2 separate regions of the Rattus norvegicus genome follow, and region 2 is linked to region 1. Evidence: chromatin contacts called from public HiChIP or PLAC-seq data. All regions are on one chromosome and are shown on one strand. Each heading gives the region's core, a stretch centred on a gene start, on an enhancer-like site or on the middle of the called end of the contact. The rest is flanking DNA. Distances are from core to core; before and after follow the strand shown. Region 1 holds the start of Spats1 (spermatogenesis associated, serine-rich 1). Region 2 holds the start of Cdc5l (cell division cycle 5-like).

The links. HiChIP or PLAC-seq counts read pairs in DNA pulled down with a chosen protein or histone mark.
Region 2: an H3K27ac HiChIP or PLAC-seq map of oligodendrocytes shows a contact between it and region 1, with 3 times the contacts expected there. The contact joins the promoter of Cdc5l here to the promoter of Spats1 in region 1. A contact is called at or near these places in 1 of 12 Hi-C or Micro-C datasets (Schwann cells) and 1 of 1 datasets of contacts at active chromatin or transcription factors (oligodendrocytes).

Annotation. Positions count from the first base shown.
Region 1 is chr9:23,023,313-23,026,012 of GRCr8, forward strand. Spats1 (spermatogenesis associated, serine-rich 1) reads left to right here and starts at 1,297. Exons shown (of 8, transcript NM_181376.3): 1 at 1,297-1,378. The coding sequence starts at 1,363.
Region 2 is chr9:23,061,079-23,063,887 of GRCr8, forward strand. Cdc5l (cell division cycle 5-like) reads left to right here and starts at 1,319. Exons shown (of 16, transcript NM_053527.2): 1 at 1,319-1,468. The coding sequence starts at 1,424.

The DNA of each region.
Region 1 (2,700 bases), core at 47-2,546:
CTTTGCCTCCAGAGTGTGCTGGCATTAAAAGTGAATGCTCCTGGGGTTGGGGATTTAGCTCAGTGGTAGAACGCTTGCCTAGCAAGCACAAGGCCCTGGGTTCAGTCCCCAGCTCCGAAAGAAGAAAAAAAAAAAAAAAAAAAGAACAAAAGTGAATGCTCCAGCTCTGGCGTCTGTTTATAACCCCAGTGGCTGTCTACTATTGGATAACTCCTCAGTAAGGGGCGTGGCCTGGGGAGCACCTCCTCTGTGCAATGTTTGGCTAGCTCAGTTTCGAGATCTTTACAGCCTTTCTGCTGTTTCTTTTACAATCAATGAAATTATTAAAAACAGAACCACTCTGCGAGAGGGTTCAGTGGGTAAAGCGCTTGCTGCACAAGCTCGGGGACCTGAGTTCGAGCCCTGGAACCCACTAAAAGTCACGTGATATGTTTATAAGCGGGTGGGGCAGAGATAGGTAGATATCCTGGGACTCCTTGCCAGTGCAGCTGTAGCAGTGAACTCCGTGTTCATCGAGAACCTTATTTCAAAAGAATAAGGCAGAGAGCAATGGAGGAAGACACCTGACATTGAATTCTGGCTGCCACAACCTCACCCTCCCAACACGTGTGCACGCACGTGCATACAGCACACAAATAAATATGAGTATTTAAATTAATTAAAGATCTGTATTTTTTTTTCTACTTAACCATAGGAGAAACTACATAACATAAATTTAGAGACTAAACTTCGGGGGGGGGGAAGCTGGGGGGCGTTTCTATGCGCGATTTATTAGGGAGAGGGTTAGAAAGATAAATTTCAATCTATACCATGGAAAGAATGCTAGCTTTGTAAGGTGGAACTTGGGAGTGAATCCGTTCTCTGGATGACCTTGAACGAGTCTTTGCTCCAAGTCAGTTTTCTATTTTGAAAAATGCAGCTGGCTGTTGAGGGAAGACAGCATCCAGCAGGGCGCCTGGCCCAGAAAAAGGCGCTGTAAGTGGTGGGTGAGTCCTGCCTCATCAGGATGCCAATTCTACACCGATATCTGCAAGCTTTATAGAGGGTGCATCGCTCATGGCCACCCGAGGTTTACAGAAGTAGCAACGACAGATGTTGGAAAAGAGACACAAACTGTAACAAAATCCTGAGGCTCTGCAGCTCTTAGGTCTGAGACCCCCATCCTCAACCCGGGCCAGAGCTCCGGATGCTGGAAGATTGGTGCGTCCAGAGTAGCGCGCCAGCTCGCGGGAAGTGGCGCGTTGTCCTGGCAACCCTGGACCGAGCCTTGCAGGCGGTAGTAGCGGCCCTTGCTTTCGCTTTGCCTCCGGGCATTCGGCAGTTCCGCTGCCCGTTGGTGCGTTGATCTGGGCCGTATCCGCAATGGAGTCCTCCAAGGGTAGATGAAAGGTTTCCCCCAGGGAAGTAGGGTGGCACTCAGAGGTGGAAAGGAGACTCAAGGGTGGGGCGGAGCGAGTACTCTCTGGAGCCTGAGTCCGGAGGAGGGGGAGTGGGCTTGGCATTCAAACCATGAAGACCTCTAGGGGGACCAGCGAGATTTAGGGTTCCCCCTTGCTCTGCCTCTTCAATTTCAATGACTTGTGGGGTATGCTGGTTTTGAATGGTAGCCTTTTTAACAAGCACGTCTTGGGTCCGATTGCTTTTCACGGTTAAAATCACCGTGTGCACCGGTGAGCCCATGGGTACTTGAAATGGCAATCCCTATGGCCAACCTCCCTCTGTCTCTCAAGAGCGGCCTGTACTGGAGAGCTGCTGAAGTGTCCAGAGAAAAGCGATTTGGGCATGGCCAAGGTGGAAAAGAAATACAATTGAGGAATCAAAAGTGTTGGGTGGGCGTTATAAGCTTATGGAGAGAAAAGGTTTATTGGACTCATAGGTTTATAGGTTTTGTGGTTTTCTTTTTTTTCTTTTTCTTTTTTTTTTTAAGGTTGAGCACTGCTACTCCATATGTTGCCCAGAGTAGCCTGGAATTCTCCACACCCTGCCAAATACCGGGATCACAGGCCCCTGTCATTCCACGTGTGGCTCATGTTCATGGTCCCTCTGGTGGCATATCATATTGGCATATCATATTGGCAATCATGTGTCAGATCAAAGCATCTCCCTCTTAGTTAAGAAATAATGAAGAGAAAAAGGGGGGGCTGTTGTCCTGCTTTTTCACTCAGAGGCACCCCCAATGACTCAAGACCTCTTAATTTTTTTAAAAATTGTCTTTATTTTAGATATATGCATATTTTGCCTGCCTGTGTGCGTATGTGTACTGTGTTTGTGCAAAAGTTAGGAGAGGGCATTGGATTCCCTGGAACTGGAGTTATGGACCACCATGTGGGTGCTGAGAATAGAAATCCAGCCCTCTGCAAGAGCAACGAGGGTTCTAACTCTTTCCACCTCCATGACCTCTGACTTTCCAAAAAGTCCCACCATCTCCCAACAGTGTGACAGGCTGGGAGCTAAATGCAGATTCAAGCTAAAGCAACTAGTTAGGGGAGACACAATGAGCTCACGTCTACATTCGAGATCTGACCAGGAAGAGACTCCATCGGAAGGAGGAGCCAAGCTGGCACGCTCACATCTCAATGCTAGCACCCGGGGGAGAGGCACGAGGATTGCAGTGTTCAAGGTCATCCTCAGTTATAGAGCAACTTTGAGGCCAGTCTAGTCTGCACGAGACCCTGTCCCAATAAGACAAGGCTGAGATCT
Region 2 (2,809 bases), core at 69-2,568, 38 kb after region 1:
TGATAAACCCACAGTTGCAGCTGGAGAGATGGCTCAGTGGTTAAGTGCACTGACTGCTCTTCCAGAGGTCCTGAGTTCAATTCCCAGTAACCACATGGTGGCTCACAACCATCTGTAATGAGATCTGATGCCCTCTTCTGGTGTGTCTGAAGACAGTGACAGTATACTTATATAGAATAAATAAACCTTTAAAAAAAAAGTGAAGTGAGATTGTAGGTCACTAAACCCAAGTGTTTTTCATAATACTACATCACCTCCCTCCTCTCTACTGAAAGCCGTGATATTTTGGTGCAATTTCCTATTTCAAGAGAAAAATAATAACAAAAATCGAATCGGAAAATTCGTCATGTCTTCGAGAAGAGGCAAAGAGAAGCACAGACAATGGCAATGAACCACTGCAGAGCCGCTATGCATGGAATAAAATCTTTCCCTAGGGACCTGGGGTGGCACCAAGTAATTGCTCTGGAATAGTGAATAGTCTGCGTGGGAGAGAGGGAGAGGAGATAGCGGAGAGTTTGACAGGTTCCACCTCACCGAGTGTTTATGAAGTCGCAGCTGTCCTCCGATTTTATGAACAAGAGTTCGCCCTTAGTTCCACTCTTCAGATGACGCCGCCGCAGGATCCCAGGGGCAAGTCTCCCTCAACCCGCCGAGTTTGTTCCACAGAGACCCACCAGTGAGGTATGAGTGAAACCCGCGAGCGCGACACTTTGAGGGCTCCTAGGGCGCACCTTCGTGAACTCCTCGGGGGCTGAGGTGAAGTTTGCGCGGCTCTTCTAGGAAGGATAAAGAACACTTCGGGAGAGCAGTCGCGTCTCTCAGGGTACAGTTAGGACCTTGAATCTGTTCAGCATCCTCGGCACTTGGCACTGCGGGTTGTAGTTCCCAGAAGAGAACAGACTCACCCTATTGCATCTCCCTGAGGCCTCCGCGAAGTTCTTGTCGCTTAGATGCCAGCGGGGCGCTCCGTTAAATAAACTAACAAAGCTCCCATCCGATCTAGCGTGGTGCGGAACGCCACACCCCTGACTTCCCTACCCCCCTCCCCCTGTACCGCCCCCCCGTGACTTCGGGACCAATCCCTTCACGCGTTGCCGGCCAAGTTCCACCTCTGGCATCTCGCGAGAGTTTTGTTTTCCTCCAACCTGTCTGGGACCTGCGCGCGACGTCGGGCGCTTTGGCCTCTACGGTTTGATAATTTTCCGTCAGTGTTAAGGTTCCAAAATAGGCCGCGTCTTTCGCCTTCGGCCTCTAAGATCTCGCGAGATTTACCGGGGGCTGCTCACGCCGCGCCTGCGCAGATCTCATCAAAGCAGAAGGTCGCTCTTGGAGGAAGTGGCCTCTTTGCGTCCCGTGACCGAAGCGCCGTTACTACTTTCTCGAAGCTCCACTCGGCCGCTTGCCGGGACACTCCGCCGCCAAGATGCCCCGGATTATGATCAAAGGGGGCGTGTGGAGGAATACGGAGGTGAGGCAGCTTTTCCCGCCGTCCGCAGCCCTCCGCCGGGTCCGGTAGCGAGTGCGCACGCGCGGACAGCTCCGGGAGCCTTGGCTGTCCCGCGGGGGTCTGCGTGGGGGGCCGCGACTCTGCGGACCCGGGAGACCCTTGCCATGCGTGGGTGCGGATGCGGGTCACCTGGCTCAACCTCGGGAACGAGGTCACGACTTGTCGGTCGGCGCTCCCCGCCTGGCATCTGCTAGGCCCTTGAACACTTATTTGTTCAGTTAGGGACGCGCCCCCTCCTCTCCCCTGCAACCCTGTGGCGGCTCCGACGGGACCCCCGCGGAAGCCTAGTTTTTCTCCAGCTCCTTCCTTTGTCAGTTCTAGCAGAGCGAAGCGCTGTGACCGCAACTTTGTTTTTCAGTGACTTACTTAGCGGGGGCAGGCGGCGCGTTTACGTCTGCACCTCTCTGCTTATCTGGTCCCCGGGCATAGTCTGTCCGTTCTGCAGATTCCCAAGGTCCTTTCTCTTACCTTCCAGTCACGCCACCCTTGCTGGGATAGAAGCCAGTATAGGGTGGTGTTTGCTTCCAGAAATGTAGTAGATAATGTCACGGTGAGCGGAACGGGAGAAGAAAGGAAATAAAAGAAATGAAATGAACGTGTATTTAATCGGATGCGCTGAATGTAGGAGTACCTTTACGTCTCGTACCTTCTTGAGATAGCTTCTTATTGCTTGGCATCTTTCTGAGTCTCCTCCAAACTTAGCTGAGAACACTTCTTGGAGTCCTTGCCCATAAGCCGTCCCGTTGAGAGTTGGTTGTTTAGTGGGTTTGTGGCACCTATTTTTCATTCGCTACAGCTCATTTTGTTGTCGCAGGCACTTCTGTGTGGTTCTGGCGGAGTTTAACTTCTCAGAGCCTCAGTTTACTCATTTTTATAAGACACATAATAGTGTTTGAGCTCTTGAAATGAGTTGGCAGTTTGGAATATTTCAAACACAGCTGGGCACATTAGTAGGCTTTCAGTAAAGTTGAATTGCTGTTGTCCTCATCAGACAGCAGTGCAGAAGGACCAGGCTTTGGTCTGCTAGTATGAAGCAGGCTGCTTGGTGGTGTTTGGGAATGAATCTTGTAGGATAGGGACCTGCCACATGTATTTGGTTGAAGATGTGCTGAAAAACTTTACAAATGGAGGTACTAAAAAGGGTCTTGCATGCACCCAGGCTATTTAAACTTGGAAGAGGTGATTTCTGAGGAAGAAGTAGAATCACAAAAATTTAAGTTACAGCAGTGGTCAAAACCCTGCAGAGGGGTGTGTGTGTGTGTTTGAGATAGGGTCTCATGTAGCTCAGATTGGCTTTGAGCT